2 separate regions of the Arachis hypogaea genome follow, and region 2 is linked to region 1. A link is a contact called in public Hi-C data. All regions are on one chromosome and are shown on one strand. Each heading gives the region's core, a stretch centred on a gene start, on an enhancer-like site or on the middle of the called end of the contact. The rest is flanking DNA. Distances are from core to core; before and after follow the strand shown.

Region 1 (5,803 bases), core at 3,020-5,519:
CTTAATTTCATTATTATTGAATAATTTTCTATACTTAAATTATAAAATTTAGCAGTTGTAAAAGAATATGAATTTTATATGATTTAGGTTAAATAATTGAGATTTTAGAATTTAATATTTTAATTTCATAAGCAAGGAAAATAAATTATATCATCTCTAATTTTAAATTAAGATACTTGATTAAAATTTAATTAACAAATTGATAATTAAGTAATATTTTTAAAGTAATTTTAAGGGATTAAATTAGATTTCGAATTAATAAAATATACCCTAATTTGATTAAAATTACTAAACCCTAATCAACCCATTATCCCCAAATTAAACCCTAACCTCCCTAATACTATCAGCACCGCCATCTAACCTCTATAACCTCCAGTTATTCACCCATTCACTAAAAAAAGAAAGAAAGAAAAGCAGGAAGAAAGAAAAGGGACAGAGAAGAGAGGGAGATTCGAGAAAGCAGGGGGGAACGGAGGAGAATGAGAGGGAAGAAAGGAAGGAGCTGGCCGGCGCTATTGGGTCCGCCGCCACCGTCGCGCGCCGTTGTTGCCGCCGAGCCCACTGCCGTCGCGTCACTGCGGCTATGCCGTCACAGATGAGGAGAGAGGCGACAGAGGGAGAGAAAATCCGCGGTGGAGAAAGAGAAAGCGCGCTCGTGAGGGATGTCAAAGTTGCGTTCCATCGTTGTGCTGCACGAGGTTGCCGCCGTCGCCTCAAGGCTCGCCATCGTCATCCTCGGCGGGAGCCCTTGCTGTCACTAGTGGAGCCGTATCCGCCGCCGGTCTGAGCTGAGAAGAAACACATGGAGAGAGAACAGGGGGCTTCGTGGGAGCTCCATCGTACCACTCCTGCCAGCCGCCGCCCAGTCCTGCTGCCAATTGGAGCCCTAGCCATTGCAGTCAATTGGGGTCAAAATCGTTGCTATGTTCCCAGAGCTGTCATGGAAGTGGCTGATTCGGTTCCAATTCCTCCATTGTTGAGACTGTAAGCTTTAATCCCTGCCTTGATTCCATCCTTTTCCTGTCTTTCTCCTGTTCTAGCTAAGGGAACCTATGTCTCTGTTTAGTACTGCCACTCTGTTTTCCCTGTTGGTTGTTAGGACCATTATGGTGGTGTTGAGGCCAACAAGAAACTGTTAGAGCTGCTGTTGATGAGTTTGATATTGCTACTTCAATTCTGGTTTGTTCTTCTCCTTGATTATGTTCCATTTGCACATTTTATTGTCATTGCCACGCTTGTTTTGATTTAATTCTAGTATATGCCCTGTTTTGAAATTCTCAGGGCTGTGTTCACTTTCAATACCTATTCTATTTGGATTCTCTATTCTGCTGTAACTACCATTATCATCGTGGAATTGTTGCCGCTGCTGCCATGAAATAAAAAGGGAAGGGAGTTGTCACATTTAATCTACGCGGGTTTAACTAAATTGAGGTAGGGGATTATTCAAAAGTTAAAATATTTTGGGATTGAATACCTGATGAGTCTAGTAGATTAATGCAAGTGAATTAATTTCTGTACTTGAAATGATTTTCTGCTGTGATTGAAATTGTGGCTGAATTGATTATTAATTTATCAAATTTTTGAGTTTATGGCAAAAAAATTATTGAATATGTTGATGTTGAACCTTTGTTTGAAAGTGGTTTTTATTGATTATGCAAAATGGATTTGGAAATGTTGATTTGAAATGTTGGTTTTGATTGGGCCGAAGTTGAAAAGAGGGGACCCGTAATGGGTGACAAACTCCAATTTTTAGGGGAGGTGCTGTCGAAATTTTTCTAAGAATTTCGAAGTAATTTTGGATGTGATTTCAAAAATGATTTTGATTTAAGCATCTTTAATGAGAGAAGTATGTTTGAATGTTTTTAAAGATTATTGAAGAGACTTGGATTTTTATGATTTGATTAACTTGTAGTTTTAAAACTCATGTGATTTCTAATGATGAAAAGAGATTTGATTAACTAGAAAAATACTTTAAAATAGTAAATTGAGTATAAATTCAAGGGTTTGGGAATAGGAAAGGAAAGGAAGTCTAAGGTTTTTAATGAAAAAGAGGAAGAAAGTTATTTTAAGAGATATGAAGAAAAACATGTGGTGTTAATTTGGAGGCGAGTTTAGTGAGTTATTTAAAGGTTGTCTTTGAAATTGAGGTGTAATTTAATGACAATTGAGTTGTTTGAGGTCTGGTGATGATCTTGGATAATTATAGTGCTGGATAATTATAGTAGTGTGGAGTGATGACTGTGATTGATAATGTTGGTCATGATATTGATGACAAGATTTGTGATGAATGAAACATGGTTGAGAATGATGTGGATATTGAAGAATTATGATTGAAATATTCATATGACTTATTTATTTGAATTATCTGAGATACGAGTTTCCCTGGGTAAAGTACCGTGGCTTGCCACCATGTGTACCAGGTTGAGACTCGATACTTTGTTGACCCTACGACGTAAGTGTGACCGGGCACTATATAAATTCCCGGAAATGTTACCCCTATTGAGCAATATTGATTATTTGAGAAAAAGCTATGCATAGACTCTTGGGGATGCACGTCGGGGGACAGTCTAAGGACAATTCAGACTTGTCGGGTTGGCTGGATAACCGACAGATGAGCCTCATCAGCCATAGGACAGCATGCACCATATGCATTTGTATGTTTTGATTGAATGTGCAGTTGTTTTGATTTGCCTAATTGCTTAGCCATGTTTATCTGCTACTTGCTTTACTTGCTGTACTTGAATCTTATCTGTGATTTTCTTGTTTGTCCTGTATGTGTATGTTTATCTGAGAGACCTTTTTTAGAGGAGATGTGATGAAGATGTTTTTTTTTTTGTTTGTGGTAATGAAAGTTGAAGTAGGTGGACTAGGTGTTCCCTGAGTATCCTAATGTATGTATTATTTGGATAGGAGCGAGCGAGGTAAGTTGGATAGGAAGTCACTAGGCACGTATTTTATCCTTTTTGCTTCTTTAAACTATTCATCTTACTGATTTGTAAATTGAAGGGATTTCTTTAAACACCTTTCAAAGTAAGCTTTGTACCAAACTTTTCAAAAAGGTTATTTCACGGATAAACTGTTTTATGAAGAAATTAATTCTATTTGCAAGTATTTCTTTGCTTTGATGGTATTCCCTTCCCTACTGAGGACGTGTGGTTTGTTCTCACCCCAATATCTTCCACCCTTTCAGTGATAGGTTCGAAGACTCAGTTTGAAGCTGCGGGCGATTATTGACTTTATCTATGCGTTGTGTTACTTCATAGAGTTCCCTCGCTTGTTGCTTAAGATTTTTATTTTATACAGAGGGATAGGTATTGTATCTGAGTTTTATTTTGCTTTACTTGTATAAGATTTATTATTATTAGTAATTATATAATTATTGTTAATTGGTGATGCCTGATATATGATTTTTAATGAGTTATAAACAACTTTATAGCATTTTATTAAAGATTGAAGTGCGAGTTCGAACTAAAAGCTCAATATTAAATAGTTAGTAAGGAAAATAGGTTAGTAACACCTTACTTTTGGTACGATCATGACGTATTGAAGGTTGGGTTGTTACATCTTCTCATTCATCATGGCAGTCGGAAATGAACTGGGTTACTTGGCCACAGTATTTAGTATATTCGATGTTATGTTGGCATTCACCATGACAAAAGCATGTGATAGGTTCTGCACAAATGCGAAAAGCATATATATTTTTTCAATCCTTCTTCTATCGTTATTGACGGCTGTGGCTCTGTTCTGCGTCCAGAACAAGATAGCATTACCTAAGGAGGAGTCAAGTGTGAGGGAAGAGGGAAGAGGAGTCAAATGCTTCCGAGAAATGTTTCGGACCATGAAGAGGCTGAATAACATGTTGGGTTTTATTCCGCCTCTTCATGGTCCGAAACATTTCTCGAAAGCATTTAACTTGTGCGCATCTGTCATCATCCTCTTCTCTCCCACTTGACTCCTTCTCAGGTAATGCTAGCTTTTTCTGGACGCAGAACACAACCACAGCCGTCAATAACTGTAGAAGAAGGATTGAGAGAATTGATATGCTTTTCATATTTGCGCAGAACCTATCACATGCTTTTGTCACGGTGAATGCCAACAAAACATCGAATATGCTAAATAAGGTAGCCAAGTAACCCAGTTTATTTCTGACTGCCATGAAGAATGAGAAGAATTGGTATGCCAGTCTGATCTTTGGTTGGTCTCTGCTAGCAAGATCATCTAGGAAGTCTCTGCAGCGGGCATCGATCATGTTGATCGAAATCTCCAACATCTATAATCCGATCCCAAAAATGATTAAGGCGCGATGCTGAGTATACTCGGAGAGGTTGTCTCCAAAGGCGTGCCCAATGTCTTTGGCGAATCTAATTGTCAAAAAAGCTATGGTGGGGCCAACGGCACCCGCAAACATAAAAGGACGGTGCTGCCACCCGAGTTTACAGGTGTTCTGAACTAAGTAAGGGATGGAACTCAGAGCTAGAAACGGCGCCGATGAGCCACACCAAAGAGATCCATTTATCCGGTATTCTGAACTCCACAAAGATTGGTATTAGCTATGCTATCTGGACAGCGTTGACAAGGAGGATCCTGACAACAATGGAGGCCACCAAAACAAGCTTCCACATTGAGATTGGCTCCGCCGGTGTGGAGCCTGATTCTGTCGGTGAACTCATGGCTATTGAAGAAGAAGGTATGTAACTGCGCACAAAGAAGAGAGTTTGGAGGGAGGTAGAAGGTATCAGGCACAAAGAGGAAGGTATTAGAAAGTGGGCAAAAAGACGAGCAGCTTTGGAGGGAGGTAGTCCTCTGCTACTCAAGAGGTGGGTTAAAATAAATCATCATCACCTTATTTTTCTTCAACCAAAGCTTTAGTTTAACAAACTCTTATTTTAACTCACCTCTTGTCCAGCCAAGGACTACCTCCCTCCAAAGCTTCTTCTCTTTGTGCCCACTTTCGAATACCTTCCTCTTTGTGCCCGCTATCTTCTACCACGCATGCAAGCCTGCACGTGAAGATCATGTATTTCTACAGATTTCATAACAACAATATTATTCATAACAACAATATTATTCATATTATACATGTGTGATTTAATTTATTTTCAATGAGTATTTGTATTCTAATATATATTTTATATTGATGGCCGACTTTAATAACTGATTTTAGTGTACATATAACATAGTCGTTCTCATAATGCATGCACTAACATAAACTTGAGTGATATATTGGGCTTTAAAATAATAGATATGCTAGATAATTTAGTGCTTCATAAAATAAAAAGAACAAATTATTCTCTTAAAAAAGTCTTAAATAAATATGTTTAAATAGGATAAGTATCCTTTACATAACTGTTCTATTTATAGATCCTCACACTTGGATAATTGTAGCCAACAAATTTAATATCATCAATTATCTCTCATCTCAATCAAACATCAAGGATCAAAATCATCACCAATTATCACAACCTTTCTCTCTTTTGCTTCATTTGATTCTAGGGAGCCATCTTTTACCGTGGTCATTGAATTGGACTCATCATCCATGTTGCTGGAAGATATACGTGAAATTTGTAAGCGTAGACTTGAAGTAGAATACAAGAAAGGCTTAGGAAGAAATGGTATTGAGTGCAGTGATCTTTTTATCATTTCTACTGCTTTATTAATTGATGGTCTATGTGATGAATTTGTTTGAAATTGAATGTATCATAAACTCATTAAAAATATTTTTTTTTATCAGATCATTTTCTTCATCTGTCACAAGTGAGTGAATATGAGATAGTATGTTACCTTATTCAAGATCTTTGTAAAT
Region 2 (5,841 bases), core at 1,915-4,414, 400 kb after region 1:
GTAAGAAATAACCTTACTTTCCAACCAAAGACAGCAACACAAAAGGAAGGGATATGAGGACACCTAGCATCTAGAATGAGGAAAAGAAAAAACATCAATTATAGGTCTAACAAAGAGAAGCTTACCGATGCGATGATAGGGGGTTGAATAATTTGCTTAAGCTTCAACTTCTCATAAAGAAATGCCCAGATATCTTTAATCTGCACTAGCAACCATGTGTAAACATTGGATCCAGAGAAGAAGAAAAGTAATCGAGGATAGGCATATCTAAATAGGCACTGCATGGATTGTGCAACACATAAAAAATTAAACCATCAATTCACAAACAAAAAAGGAAGATTTTGGCAATTGGAGTTGAAAGACATAAACATCAGAATCATATTAAAATTCCTGTGCCTGTTAAGTTTGAGAAGTTATGACAACTGAGCCTTGTCCCATTAGGTGCGAATATGAAGTTATATAAACTTAAACTTAAACTTCTACAAAAAATTATCATGAAAATGATACTCATCAAATAACATGAATAAAATAAAATAACACAGAAAATAATAATAATAATAATAATAATAATAATAATAATAATAATAATAATAATAATAATAATAATAAATCTCTTCATCAAGTTAATCTCACCTTCCATTCCCTTGAAGCATTTGATGCTGTCAAAATGACCTCTTCCTTTTGGGTTTCCTCCTCCTTTGGAGCAAGCAATGGAGTTGTTCGTTGATTTTGTTCAGGTGAGCCATCATTATTTGGAGCACCCTTCAGTGGAATGCTTTCATTATCAATGTCAAATGTGCCTTCTGGAGGAGGAGCCAACATATTAAATACATACGTGTATAGGATGATAGCACCAACCTGCGACAGATTAATATTAATAACTCCCGAGTCCTGTGTATGTTTTCTAGAACAATATACTCTTGATCTTAAACAATATACTCTGAGTCCTGAGTATATACTTAAACTATTCTACATTATATCAACCACCCTGAACTTAAGAGTTAATATTGTAGCTGATTATGTGAATAAGTTATAAGTCAAGGCACTAGAATTCAATAACTGAGACACGATGGAGTTATCAAGAAGATATCTATGAACCTACCCACTGGCCAAATGATATATAGGCAGTTCCATCTGTGCTGCATTTTTCAGTGTCACCAAAAGGATTGGATGTGTCTCGACATAAAGCAGCAATCAGGACAAGCGGCACGTTCCCAATATTCCCTGTATAGGAATTTGCAGCGATATAATTAAATTTAACACAAGAAAAACCCAACATATAAAACACAGAATCAACATATCTGCTCTTAAATTTTATTGTAAACAATTATAACGAATCAATCATTCATTCCTTCTCTTATGATTTAGATGTCAATCAAAGTATAACAAGAAAAGTTCGTGTTTTTTCCACTAAGTAAGGTCGGTTGTATGAATCAAACAACGCCATTGTTTTTGTTAGAAACCATGTATGCCCAGAACCCATTGAAAGCAAGCCACGCTTCATGGCTTTGGCCATATTTGATTATAGTTTGTAGTGACAATTGCAACGTGTTTTCTTCATAACTTTTTTTTTTCTCTACAACCCTACCAGCATATTGGTCAACCCAGTATGTTGCCCCCCATGTAAACTATTCTTCGTACTTGGTTTCTATAAATCTAATTTACTTATGACAAAACCACGTAAGGTAAAATTACACTACCCTTTCAAAATATATCCATCCCGACTTTCTCTTTAATGCAAATTCCTAACCTTATGATCTAAAGCATCCACTCAACCGGAACAAAACTCTCACTCCTGCAAATTATATTCCTCTATTGCTTTTCTTTACAACATTCAGTCCTGACTCTCATGTCATCATAATCAGAAGTGCAGATAAAAAAAAAGACAGAGAGCATAAAAAGGACTATTTGATTACCTATTCCAATATGTACAATTGTAAACTTGAAGAAAGGGTATGGGGGGCGGATGATGGAGGCGACAATAAAACCAATTATTGAGCCTGATATGCTACTCAGCACAACGTTGACTGGAATAAACCACCTGCAAAAAAATCAGAGCTCAAATAATTGATGATGTGTGTCGGTAGTGAGTGTGATTTATCCATAACAATAAATAACAAAATTTAAGGTGGGAGAGTTAATTGAGTACTATTTATTTGTCACCTACCAGGCTAGCATCTTCTCCAGGGTAACAGCTTGTCCCAATTGAGAGAATATCAAGCAGGGTAGCAATAGTGTAAAGACAAGCTACAACAACCGAAAATTGGGTGAGACAAAGAGAAAGACAATGAAAACGAAAGGAGAATTCAATTTCATTTTCTTCTGCTTTGGTCTTTGACACCAGTATCCAAACTCATAATGATTGATGCAAACACAGAACAATTCAACAGATAGAGCAATTAAAAAACAGAGAATAGAAAAGACATATATACCCCATTCAAGAGCTTCCTCCCAGAAGCAGGTAAGATGTTAACATACTTTGAAGCCATGAGGAACCCCAAAAAGCACATGGTGAACACCTTTGCTATTGGTAACACTGCAATCTTGATTGAGTCTAACACTGATTCACCTCCTCCACTTCCAACTGCCCCTTCATTCTGCAACATCATTAGAAACCTCCCAACACTAGTTCCCATTCTTCTTTTCTTTCCTTGATGAACAACTCAATTTAATTCAATCCAATCTGAAAATCCCCCAAAGAGAAGCAAAAAAGGGTGCTTTGGTTTGATTTGAGACTTTCTACAAACAGGTGGAGGGGAGTGTGGTTTTTTCTAAGTCAGAACAAGAACACAGAAATGAAGAAACAAAAAAATAAACCAAAAATAGGAAAGAAGTAAAAAAGAAAGAAGATTTATTATAAGGAGGCTACGCCTGCATGAGCACGTGCACAAGAACAATGTGATTCCCCTTGTTTCTTTCTTCTCTTCTCTTCTATTCTCTACCTCTCTACAGAGACGTAGAAACAACACTCACTCACAATCACAACCAATAGAGGGGGAGGAAGAAAAGAAAGTGTGTGTGATAGAGAGAGAGGAATCACATTCCCATTCACTTATCATAATTACACATACACGAATCTATTTTTTTTTGGTCACTATATACACGAATCTAATTTAATTCTAATTTTATAAATAAAACTCTGTTTTATTTTTATTAGAGAAGAAGGTAAGCAAGTCTTTTAAGTAGCATTTATTTTGAGGTATTGAGATAGAGATTAGAAGATTGAGATTCAGTATAGAGACTGGTACTAAAATTGTTGTCTCAATTTCCAAAATTTCAGTATTTCAGTACCTCCAAAAAGTAGGAACATATGGAGATTAAAATTTTTAGAGATTGAGATCTTTATACAAATTAAATTAAAACTTCATTCTTATTTTAATTTCTGTCTGCCACTTTGTACCAAATAGAATACTGAGATTTATTTCAATATCTATCTTAGTTCCTATTTTTCAGTCTCAATTTTTTCGTTTCTGCCTCTCCATCAAATGCTATCTTATTTTTATTAAGAAGACAAATAAATTCTTCCACAAATTAAATTATAAATAAATTATTATTTTTGTAAATAGAAGATACAAATTTTTTTAATGATAATTTCAATAAAATATCTATGTTTTTAGTTTATAAAAATAAAAAGTTTATTTGTAATTAAATTTAATAAATTTTTTTTGAGATAGAAAGTTAAGGATTTATTTATTTATTTTATTAGAAAAAGGTTGAAGTGTCAATTCTTAATTCAAATCTAATATACATGAATGAATATGGCATATAAATACAAGAAAGGGAGCTGTCGTTGTTATATGTTTCATATGATTATTATTTTGTTTATTATTTATGATGAGTTAAATTTAGTTATCTATAATATTTCTTAATTTGACATATCAATTAATCTGTTAGATATATTTAAGAGGAGTTGAATGAAATATGGAAGAAGGGGAGTTACAGGAAAGAAATATCAAATGTGTCAACCGGAAATCTGAAATTGAATGGCAGGGGAATCTCGTCTATTGACAATTAATTACTCCTTTTTTTTGTTTTTTTTTTTCCTAGAAACAGTCTATTTTCCAACTCTAAGTCAACTACTGAACCACTCAACTACTCTTCTATTTAATTTTTTTTTTTGGACCTGCTCTTCTATTTAATTTTGAACTTGGTTTCTTTTCTAATTTTTAAAATTTGAATTTATTGATAAAAAATATAAGAAAAGTTTTAAGTATATCGAAAATACTGGTTCCAGTTGTTTCTGTTGATCTGGATTATAAATAATATATATAATATATATTAATTGAAATTAACGGTTAAAACAACTAAAATACCGATATTTTCTATACATTTAAAATTTTTCCAAAAATATAAACATATTATATGCATAAAAAATCAATTACCAATAAAATATTATGTATTTGTTTATATTTATATATGTTATTTCATTCATTTTTCTAATAAACTAATTAATCATTTAAATAATCAAATGTTTCCCGGAACATTTGTTTATAAAAAATGTTAGGATTAAGTACGATTTTGATTTCTAAGATATAAATCAAAAAATTTTTTGTTTCCAACTTTTTTTGCATACAAAATCGTCCCTAAGATTTAATTTGGTTTTAAAATCGTTTTTCGAACCAAATTACTCTCTCCTTCTTCATTAAAATACTCAGTTTCTATTCTTCTTTTTCTTTTTCTTCAACTAAAATTTCTACAGCAGCACCAAAATTTCAATTAATATTTTAACAGTAGCAACAAAATTTCAACTAATAAATATTAAAAAATCAAAAATAGAATTTTAACTTACAAAATATCAGAAGCAGAAGAATAAAATCAGAATCAGAAGCAGAAGAACGATAGAATCAATCAAAATGAAATCAGAGTCAACAACAACAATGTGATTAACAAAATCAACAAATCTAACAATGTAATTAATAAAAGAAACATAAGTAGAATAGGTGGAATTGCAGTGACAGTGTTGGCCGCTGCTGGTGGAAGTGGAACAGGGGTTATCCTCTGTGTCTGGTTCAGCGAGAGAAAAGCTGATGAAGATGGTGACGTCCCTAACAGCTTGTTGGAGAAAAAAAGCCAGCTTCGGTGGTCTCAGTTCAATGAGAAAATTGAGGACAAGAAAGGGTGAACGGCTAGGTTAGGAAGGACGAATGAGAGAGACGTCGCGGTGGCTTGGGTATCAACAGTGGTGCTAGGGATCGGGGGATTTTAAGTTCGAGGAGAGGGGATAAAGAGTTCGCTGCGACGAAGCTAGCGCAAACAGGAGAAGAGAGAGGAGGGTAAGGAGACATGCGGCGGTGCTGTGGTAGGAAAAGGAAAAGAAGGATGGCATCGATTCCCTCCCCCATTCCCCTTCCTTCTTCTCCTCCGTCCCTCTTCGCGTGATTCCATTATCCCTTTCATCTATTTTTTTTTCTCTTTTTTTTTATTTTATAATTTTTTTGTCAAAAAAAATTGGTAATAAAATTTAAAATTTAAGTAAAAAAAACCATTTTAAAATTAAGTTAAACCTTAGAAATAATTTTATATGGAAAAAAAAAAGGTTAAAAACAAAAAAAAATTTCGACTAATATTTTAGGAACCAAAATTGTACTTAACCCAAAATATTATCTACATCTTGTACACATAAAAGTTAACTATTAAATCAGTTATTGTATATTCTACACAAATAATTAATTTAATAGTTAATTTTTATTATATAACTAACATATTATTTATTTATTATACAATTGATGTATATATCAAATAAATTGCGGAATTAATTGGTTTATTACAGAAAAACTTTCATGTGAATGTGAACTTATTATATGTATACATATTTGGAAAGATATGTAACTCAAACCCGCA

What was found. A called contact is a pair of places that touch in the nucleus more often than the background predicts.
Region 2: a contact with region 1 is called in a Hi-C map of leaf, with 2.3 times the contacts expected there. The contact joins the promoter of LOC112743897 here to the promoter of LOC140178698 in region 1. A contact is called at or near these places in 2 of 8 Hi-C or Micro-C datasets (both in leaf).

What each region holds. Positions count from the first base shown.
Region 1 is chr14:120,947,612-120,953,414 of arahy.Tifrunner.gnm2.J5K5, forward strand. It overlaps LOC140178698 (sucrose transport protein SUC1-like), which reads right to left and starts at 4,270. Exons shown (of 1, transcript XM_072215925.1): 1 at 3,782-4,270. The coding sequence starts at 4,270. The coding sequence ends at 3,782.
Region 2 is chr14:121,348,086-121,353,926 of arahy.Tifrunner.gnm2.J5K5, forward strand. It overlaps LOC112743897 (protein PIN-LIKES 6), which reads right to left and starts at 3,165. Exons shown (of 11, transcript XM_072214786.1): 1 at 2,433-3,165; 2 at 2,168-2,247; 3 at 1,917-2,041; 4 at 1,103-1,224; 5 at 634-858; 6 at 126-200. The coding sequence starts at 2,636.